Regions from separate parts of the Zea mays genome. Here all the other regions are linked to region 2. A link is a contact called in public Hi-C data. All regions are on one chromosome and are shown on one strand. Each heading gives the region's core, a stretch centred on a gene start, on an enhancer-like site or on the middle of the called end of the contact. The rest is flanking DNA. Distances are from core to core; before and after follow the strand shown.

Region 1 (2,813 bases), core at 308-2,807, 260 kb before region 2:
AAACTACCATCTAATTCTAATGCAACGTGTGTAATGGCTTCAATGTTAACTTCAAGCTCGTTAGCAATTCTAATATTTTTTTTCTCCTCTTTGAATGATCTCTGTATGGAATCTCTACATAGTATTGGTGACATGAACAACCACACTATAATCAATCTACTAAGTATTAGTTGGCAAAATCTAAACACAAAGGTTTATCTATAAATATAACTTTATCCATACTATTCTTGTTTAGCCACTTTAGAACAGGTCCTTCATATGATGCCCTTTTGTTCTAGGCGATAACATCTGCATGTGTCATCATCCATCTCTCTAGGATGGGATGCAGAAAATGATCTTTCTTCACTAAAACTTGCTTCCTTGTTATGTGACTTTGTGAATGGCCTTTCCCCATTTGAACATGTTCTTGTTTGGTGAAACATGAATTTCTTACCCTAATAATTCTCTTGATTGGGGTAGCCCTAATTCTTGAAGTGAGTCAAAAGGGTTCTTAGGGTATTGCTTCTTCTAGAGTGATTGCTTAATGAGATTTACATTGTCACCCTTCATAGCCTTAAATATGTCCTCTTGTTGGGTATAATAAGCTTCTTAATTGACCACTTTTGAGGACTCATGTTGTAATTCACTACAAAAGTCTCAAACTCTTTAGATAGTGAGACTAATATTAAGTGGACAACAAAGCTTTCTTCAATCCCATATAGAAGGACATACGTTTATTTGCAAAATTGGTCATCTTAAATATGTGCTCTCTTATGCCATAGTCATCATGCTTATATCACTTTCGAGGTTAGAGGAGGATGCCATATATAGAGGAGGCCCCGACGGTCGGTGTAAGTCGGGTGTAGCGGTGGCAGTGGTGCTTTTCCTCACTAACTGTGTAGGATCAGACCAGATATACATGCAGGGATGAGAAGGTATCGTCGTATCGATACATATCGGTTCGTGTACTCGTCTATGCCCTTTTAATGTACGCTATAGGCTACTTTGGGAACTCCGAATCCTCTTCGGGATTGGAGGAGATTGAGGTGGAAATGAACTAATTTCCTCTCGAATCCCCTTCAATCCCGAACGGGATTTGAGTTTTCAAACTAGCCCTATATAAAAGAGGGTCGAATAAGACCTTTTTACTGTACGTAGTGTGAAAGATAACATAACTGATAAAGTTGTACATCAACCCAACATACATCTGATCTGGATATTCGCCCATTTGGTGAAAAGGTTGATGGCCTTGATCTGTCTTTGACATATTCTATTCGTCTTTGATAAACTGATTTGTCTCTTAACATCATATTCATCAGTGAAATTCAGATCTCGCTCCTGTCCTGTCTTAGGGTTAAACACGGCATAGCAACCTGAACTAAAGACATTCATCTGATACGCCCACGGCCCATCTTTCAGCATCCACCTTGCTTGAAAGGCTCTGGGAGACTGGCACTGCCTAGGAAGGGAACGTTGCTTTCTACGCCAAAAACGTCCTCGGCTTCTCAAACTGACACCGACGCAACGCAACTGCAATAATTCGCGGGGACGGAAGCCAGGCCAAACTAGAGAAGCGCCAAGTTGCCAGCCAAACGAACAAAGCTAAAACAGGGCGGGGGCGTCCCTTCGTGGGGACAGCCCTCGTGGTCGATCCGCCCGTGGGATCTCGCGCACGCCAGGATTGGAGAGCTGCGGCCTCCCTCCGCCCCAACCAGCCATGGGTTCCCGCGTTGATTGCGGCGCTTAGACGCGGAGGAGGAGAGAGACACGGGGAGGGGGGGAGGCCGAGGCCTAGGAGGCGTAGCGCTGTGCAGGGCGCGAGCGCGTTCGTTCGGCATGGAACAGAACGCCGGCTCGTTCCTCGCCGTGCGTCGCCTCTCCGGTGGCGCCATCCACCACCATCGTCACCACTCTTCCCCGGGTACGTGCGCGGCGCCGTCGTTTGGTTGGTTACGCTGTTTGCCTTCGTGCGTGCAGAGGCTCACGGCGGTTATGGTTTTTTTTCTCCTCCCTTTCTCGTGCGCCCGCAGCTGAGGTCGTGGGCGTGTCCACTGCGTGGCTCGGTAAGGGGCTTTCATGCGTCTGCGCGCAGAGGAGGGAGAGCGACGTGCGCCTGTCCTTCGATTTGAGTCCCATTCAGGTGGAAAGCTCGCTCTCGTTCCGTCCTTTGTTGCTTATATGTCTTCGACACAGGGCGTTAGCAAATAGCAACCGAGATATAACCCTGTGGCATGTGATCATTCTGAAATATGAATGATGAAACCTCCCCTGAAAGTTTTAAATGTGAACTGGCAATATTGTCATGGCAACGTACAGGAAAACTGTTTTGAGCGTACGTGATAGAAGCGATTGTGGAAGCTGTACTGTCTTAAGCCTAATGCATGTTTAGTATTGTGATTCACCACTTCAGCAGGAAAACTGTGTCAATTTGTGTGTTGTCTAATTCATAGGACGATGAAAAATTCTTGTTCTCGTTTTGTTTCACAATTTAGTAGCCTATATGTCGACGCAGGGGTTAGAGACATTTCCTTTGTTCCTTGTGGATTGATTTCTGAGAAAAGAAATTGAGATATTAAATCGTATAAAGAGCAATTTGGATGTAAACGTATAGAGAAATTTTCATTACTTATTTTGCGATAATGGAAACATGAAGCAGTGTAGTGTCATGTCATTGTAGCATTAGTGGTTATGACACTGGGTATGTTTCTGCGATTAACATTGTGTGCCATTGCCTCCATTATTTATTAAAATTCATGGGGGCAATGAAAGTTCCTACATGAACATTTATGGTTTATTCTCTGTTCCAGGAAGAGTGCTTGAATAGGTTGCAGAAC
Region 2 (2,911 bases), core at 26-2,525:
GGTTGAGCATGTGCTCTTTCTGGAGGGGGTGAGATGCAAATGGCACAAGGCAAAAAGATTCTTTTAGTGTACCCAGAGTGGAGGGCTTTAAAGGTAAGCAAACTGACTCATTAGTGCAAAGTAGGGATGAAAACGGTCGGAAACGGTCGGTAAACACTAAAACCATTACCGTTTCCATATTTTTTATCGGAAACAAAATCGGAAACGATAACTCCGGAAACGGAAACGACATCGGTATTTCGGAAACATCGGAAACGAAAGTTCGGTGCGGAAAATACATCGGTAACGGTCAAAATCTAAAATACGATCGGTAAACGTATCAAACTTCACAATAAAACAAAATTGACAAAAGATCACAAATACCACAAGTTCACAATTCATGATATAACAAGTTCACAATATAACAAGTTCACAAGGATCACAAATTTATAATATAAAAAGTTTACAAAGATCACAAGTTCACAATATAACAAGTTCATAAAGATCACAAGTTCACAGACTCAAAGTTCACAATTCACAATATCCACTCGATTTAGTTGACATGACATGCTTACTCATGAAATATTTTTTCCTCACATAAAGGGTTTTTTCATAGCCTCACAGGAAAACCCTAAAATCTAGTGTGTGAAAAAGACAGACTGTCGGCTCTCTATCATTATATATTACTAATACATAACATGTGCATAGAAAATGATGGATTCGTTCGAGAGACCAAATCGTTAATCTCAATTGCCTTCCAACACCATCTAACCCCAAAAAAATCTTAAAGCGTCCAAAAAATACAAAAATAAGCAATCCTTATCCAGAAATGTACAGGCGATGCGAAAAAATCACATGCTGGAAAATTCCGAAAAAAATTCCGAAAAAATTCCGAGACACAATTCCGGAAAAATCCGAGACACAAATCCGGTAATTTCCGACAAAAACCGGTAACCGATGGAAACGGTCGGTAAAACACCACGCCGATTCCGATACCGATTCCGATAGAAAATTCCGAAAACCGATTCCGTTTCCGAAAAATACCGTTACCGGTGAATCCGATCGAAAATTTTCGAAATCGGTTTCCGGAATTCCGAAAAATTCCAAAACCGTTTTCATCCCTAGTGCAAAGGAACATCCTAATCTTTAACATAGTCACATCCACATGAATAATAACGAAATTGGATGAAATGAAATCACAACAAAAACCAACCCCAGGGCCTGAAAAATATTTCTCTCTGTCTCATCTCTTTTCCCTGCTTTGCCCAATTCCTAGTTGATTATCTCTCTTTATTATTATAGTTAATAAAAACATCCAGCTTTTAAACTATAATTCTTTTGGATTCCTCCTCGAGTGCCTTTCACCCGGACTTTGTGAATCCCCTCCACGCTGCTTCTGCATTCCTTCGTTCCTCTATTATTTCTCCACCCCTTTCCCCCCGTCTCTCTCTCCTCACCCCTCTCTCTCTAAAAGACTGAAAACAATAGAAAGGAACAAGGGGGGAAGAACACCAACCAAGCAGGACTTGGTTTTTGGGAACTCCATGGGCTGTGGAATTGTCCCCAGGAATCCCCTCTGGGTTTGACGAGATTCATACAGATACATATATTTAATTTTTTCCCCTTTCGTTTGCTCAAAAAATCAATTGTACAGGCGAAACTGCTTGTTTGTGCTTTGTTTCTTCCGTGTTTGTTTCCTTGGGATTTTCCTCTGGTCCGTTCTTCTTCACCTGTGGGGTGGGAGGAGCAGAGACAATCATGGGAAAGCAAGGACCCTGCCGTCATTGCGGAGTCACAAGTGAGCTCTTCTTCAATAAAGCTAGAGATATTTGTTCCAGTTGTTATTTATTTATTTTTATCTCTTTTTCGTTCCCTTTCCCCTTTGTTTCTCAGCAAGTAGTGCTTTTTTGGGGATGATTTCCCCCAATTATGCATCTGGGAAGTGGGACTCAGACGAAATCTTTGAAGTGCGTGGGACTCGGGTTCCTCATGTTTCCGTGTTCTTTGTGTCTTTGCTGATGGTTTGTTACTAGTCCGAATTCATTGAACTGCCTGTGAGTGTTCGAGAGAAGTCTGTGAACTGCCTGTGAGTGTTCGAGAGAAGTCCGTGGATATGGTTGTAAAATTCTCAACCTGAGAGAACAGATTATCACGGAACACATTTAGACCTTTTGACTACGGTGGATATACACTTCTTATATAACTTCTGCAGATAATGGGAGATTAGCTGCAGCTCAGACTCCTATTCTACAATAAGAAAATAACCATTTGCTTCTGCCAATCAGATAAAATCAGAATTCGAATGTACAGTTGAACTGAACATTGAGGCACTAAAGGCATTTATCTGAAACGTTTAGTCAGAATGTATGTAATTAGTTTCAGGATGCCTTCTGGATACATTCTTGCTAATGTGTATAGTTTATTACCTGTTTTCTATGTTCCCTACCATGGCATCATCTCCTACTACATGTAAATTGTGATATTGACTCTGAGCTTGTATGCCCGGCATATTTTTGTGCATCAGTTTTGATGGATGTCTCATGGCAAAATGCTGGAACAGGTACTCCGCTGTGGCGGAATGGGCCACCAGATAAGCCGGTGCTCTGCAATGCGTGTGGCTCGAGGTGGAGAACGAAGGGTTCATTGGCAAACTACACTCCAATGCATCGCAATGACAATATTGATGATGATGAACCCAGAGTTAGCAAGCTGAAGCCACCGACGTCAAAGTTGAAGTCACAGAAGAAAAAAACAAATCACATTATAATGGAGAATGGACCATTCTCTGGTCAGAATTTCCGAAAGATGGGGGATGTTGACCCAAGCTATCGGTCTAGTTCAGGATCTGCAGTATCATACTCTGAGAGTTGTGCCCCATATGGTGCTGCTGATGCAAGTGAAATGACTGGTCAGTGATCTCGATGCCTAATAT
Region 3 (2,930 bases), core at 254-2,753, 370 kb before region 2:
TAGTAAGTCACCTCGAACACCCTTTACACTCTCACAGTTCCTCTCCACATTGAGCATTGCTTCACCAGCTATGGTCTCGCTTTTATATGTGCTCGTGCAGCTGTTGAGGGTGCTCATAGCAGTGACCACACCCATGCTGTCAATACTACTGTGAGGGCTAACATTGCCACTCGGAGGGAGTGAAGCGTCCCAGACGCACTCCTTCTCCTCCGAGTCCTGAGGCAAAGAGGTAGCCTGAGACGACCTTGCTGTGGTGACTGATGCCACTGCAGAAGCAGATACCTTCCTCTCTTCAGCCATACCTTCAGCACCGCCTGCACCTACCACCAGATTTGCCTTTGCGCCTGTAACACGGATCGAGAGGTCATCTATGAAAGGCCCCTTCACCGAGACTCCTCGCACTAAACTAACCGGTGGCTCGGACTTCTCGTCGATTGCAACATAGACTGTCTTCATGATATCCATGTCAATAGGCTCTGGAGGGTGACTAGCCCCAGAGAAGGAGCTCCGGACACCTTCATCAGAGGAATCCATGCTCCGGAAGCTCTCTTCGCCATCATCTGGCAAATCCGTCTCTTCTTGCTGTTGGGAGTCATTCCCTTCACATGACGCCTTTATAGGTATCGGTGGCTCCGAGCTCTGAACCTTCTGGGCAGTGAGCACAAAAGGGTCTTTGGGCTCAGCAATCTTGTCTACAGCCTCCATTCAGTCTCAGCATAACAAGTGCACAACCACCTACTGGGTCGTTTCTTGACGAATCCCCAAGCAATTCTCTACAGCCACCTGTTTCCTGGCACCCGGTGAGCAGATTTCTGCGCAGACAGCACTCCACCCTACAAGAACCACAAGGATTTCATTGTCTAAAAAAATGGGCGAGGAGCAAGGAGATGAAGGAAACCGTTCGCCTCAATCCAAAGAGTTCCAAGAATCCAACCTGCTTCCAGACTAATTCTGGGCGCCACCAAGCCAAGCAACTCCCGGAAGTAGGACAAACTCCACACTGTGCAAACACGAAAAGTGCCGTTCAATGCTTCAATCCATCGGATTAGACATTACTCTCTTGCGAAAACAACAACCCACCAAATTATTCCTGCGTTGCTTAAATCCCACGACTCCCTCGCCGACGCAAAATCCCAAGAACCACACCTGAAATCCCCCGTTCGCTACCCGGAAAATGCACCCAAACCGCATTCAGAACTTTCCCAGACACACCCAAAAATAACCAGCAAAACCAGCGCATCCCCATCTCCTTCGCAAACAAGAGACGCAACCATCCCGAATCCGAGAAGCTTAACTGAAACGAAAGAAATAGTCACCTCGAATGATGGGAGGTGAAGATCCCGGGGCACTCTCCGTGCTCTTGGCTCCCAATCTTCCACTCGCTTCCCCCACCGCCCACCCCTGCTCCGCTCGTACCAGTCCCCGAGTAACTCCGCATTCGCACGCACTCTCTCTCTCTCTCTCTCTCCTCTCGTGAAGAGGGGAAGTGGAGTGGAGGACAAAAGAAAAAGCGAAAGGCGTGGTAACTGTTGTGGAGCTCTGCTCGGAGTCGGAAGTGGGGGCGTATGATATTTGCTTCCCTTGCTTTTCTTCCTCCTCAGTTTTTACCTCTACAACTAGTTTGGTAACTTTCTTTAAAAGATTTATATTTTATTAAAGAAAATTAAATTATTTTTTGATAAAATTAAGTTGTCAAATTAACCCTTAGAAATTTTAATGGAACGGACAGATTTACTGGTGGAACGCGTGGCTGCTCCGCTGCTATAGCCTATAGCTTGCTACAGCCAGCCGTTTACCGCCGGTAATCACAAGCTTACTTTAGTCTTTTATACTGATCACACAGCTTTGTTTCTTGTAGGTTGTGGTCCTTCTTTTTGTTTTTGTTAAGTCATGTATAATGAGAAGACACCAAAACGATTCTCCAAACATAAGAGATAATTAAAAGACTCAATTATACAATATAGTGTCTATAAATGTAGTCTATTAATAAATACAGAAGTAAATGTGTTTGTACAGCATCGGATCAATAGAACAGACGACAATTTCGTACAATGGAGAGTGACGTGTTTGTTGCTACTTGGGTTACGAGCTAGAGGCGTCTCTTCACGAAGAGATGGCTCCACGATTTTTTTTGCAAATACTCCCTTTAAACATCTCAAGAGTCTCTACATTAAACACCATTGTACATGCCTTTAGACTATATCAGCTTACCCATTCATATATTTATATTTAAATTCTACTTTACGAATAGTACAATCTACAATACAAATAAATACTTTTATGTAAACTATTGATAGATTGTTGCACACATTCTTACGGCTACAGCGAGCCGTTTACTGCGCAAAAACATCAACCCTTGCCGATCATTGAAAAAAAACATGGCTTTCTGTGATGACTTAGGGTGCGTTTGGTTGCGGGGCAGCCAAATCAGGGACGTCCTCTGGTGTCCCCTCTCGTTCCTCCAATTTTGAGAGAGAACACTGAGATAGTACTGTCCTAACCTTTAACTCTGAACCAAACAACCTTATTTGAGGGATCGTCTCATCCCGTCCCGTCCTGTCATTGCAACCAAACACATCCTTAAGCATCTCTAAGTATTAGTTTGGTAACCTTTTTTCTCAAGCGATTTTCAATTTTTCAATGAAAATTAGTTTATTTTCTCTTTAAAAAATAGGAATCATTTAGGAAAATGTTGTTACCAAACTAGACTTAAGAAGGAATTCTAAAACGGAGTCCTAAAATTTGAAATAGGACCATATTTAAGATGTTTAGGGCCTCAAATTTTTTACTCCAACAGTTAGACCTAATAAAACGATATTATTTAAGAAATAAAACATATTATCAGGAAACAATTAGTTATAATTTAGAAAATATTTAGAACCCGAAAATACAAATATTATAATCATTTGGTAAATTTCGTTGTTGAAGGA

The links. Hi-C and Micro-C count contacts between places; a contact is called where the count stands out from the background.
Region 1: a contact with region 2 is called in a Hi-C map of ear, with 2.2 times the contacts expected there. The contact joins the promoter of LOC100381336 here to the promoter of LOC103641907 in region 2. A contact is called at or near these places in 4 of 25 Hi-C or Micro-C datasets (ear, leaf and tassel).
Region 3: a Hi-C map of leaf shows a contact between it and region 2, with 6 times the contacts expected there. The contact joins the promoter of LOC100285441 here to the promoter of LOC103641907 in region 2. A contact is called at or near these places in 2 of 25 Hi-C or Micro-C datasets (ear and leaf).

What each region holds. Positions count from the first base shown.
Region 1 is chr10:136,953,800-136,956,612 of Zm-B73-REFERENCE-NAM-5.0, reverse strand. LOC100381336 (ELMO domain-containing protein 2) reads left to right here and starts at 1,557. Exons shown (of 9, transcript NM_001174204.2): 1 at 1,557-1,900; 2 at 2,010-2,119; 3 at 2,787-2,813. The coding sequence starts at 1,816.
Region 2 is chr10:136,696,541-136,699,451 of Zm-B73-REFERENCE-NAM-5.0, reverse strand. It overlaps LOC103641907 (GATA transcription factor 26), which reads left to right and starts at 1,275. Exons shown (of 8, transcript XM_008665218.4): 1 at 1,275-1,777; 2 at 2,540-2,887. The coding sequence starts at 1,738.
Region 3 is chr10:137,065,117-137,068,046 of Zm-B73-REFERENCE-NAM-5.0, reverse strand. LOC100285441 reads right to left here and starts at 1,503. Exons shown (of 3, transcript NM_001158334.1): 1 at 1,317-1,503; 2 at 1-833. The coding sequence starts at 705.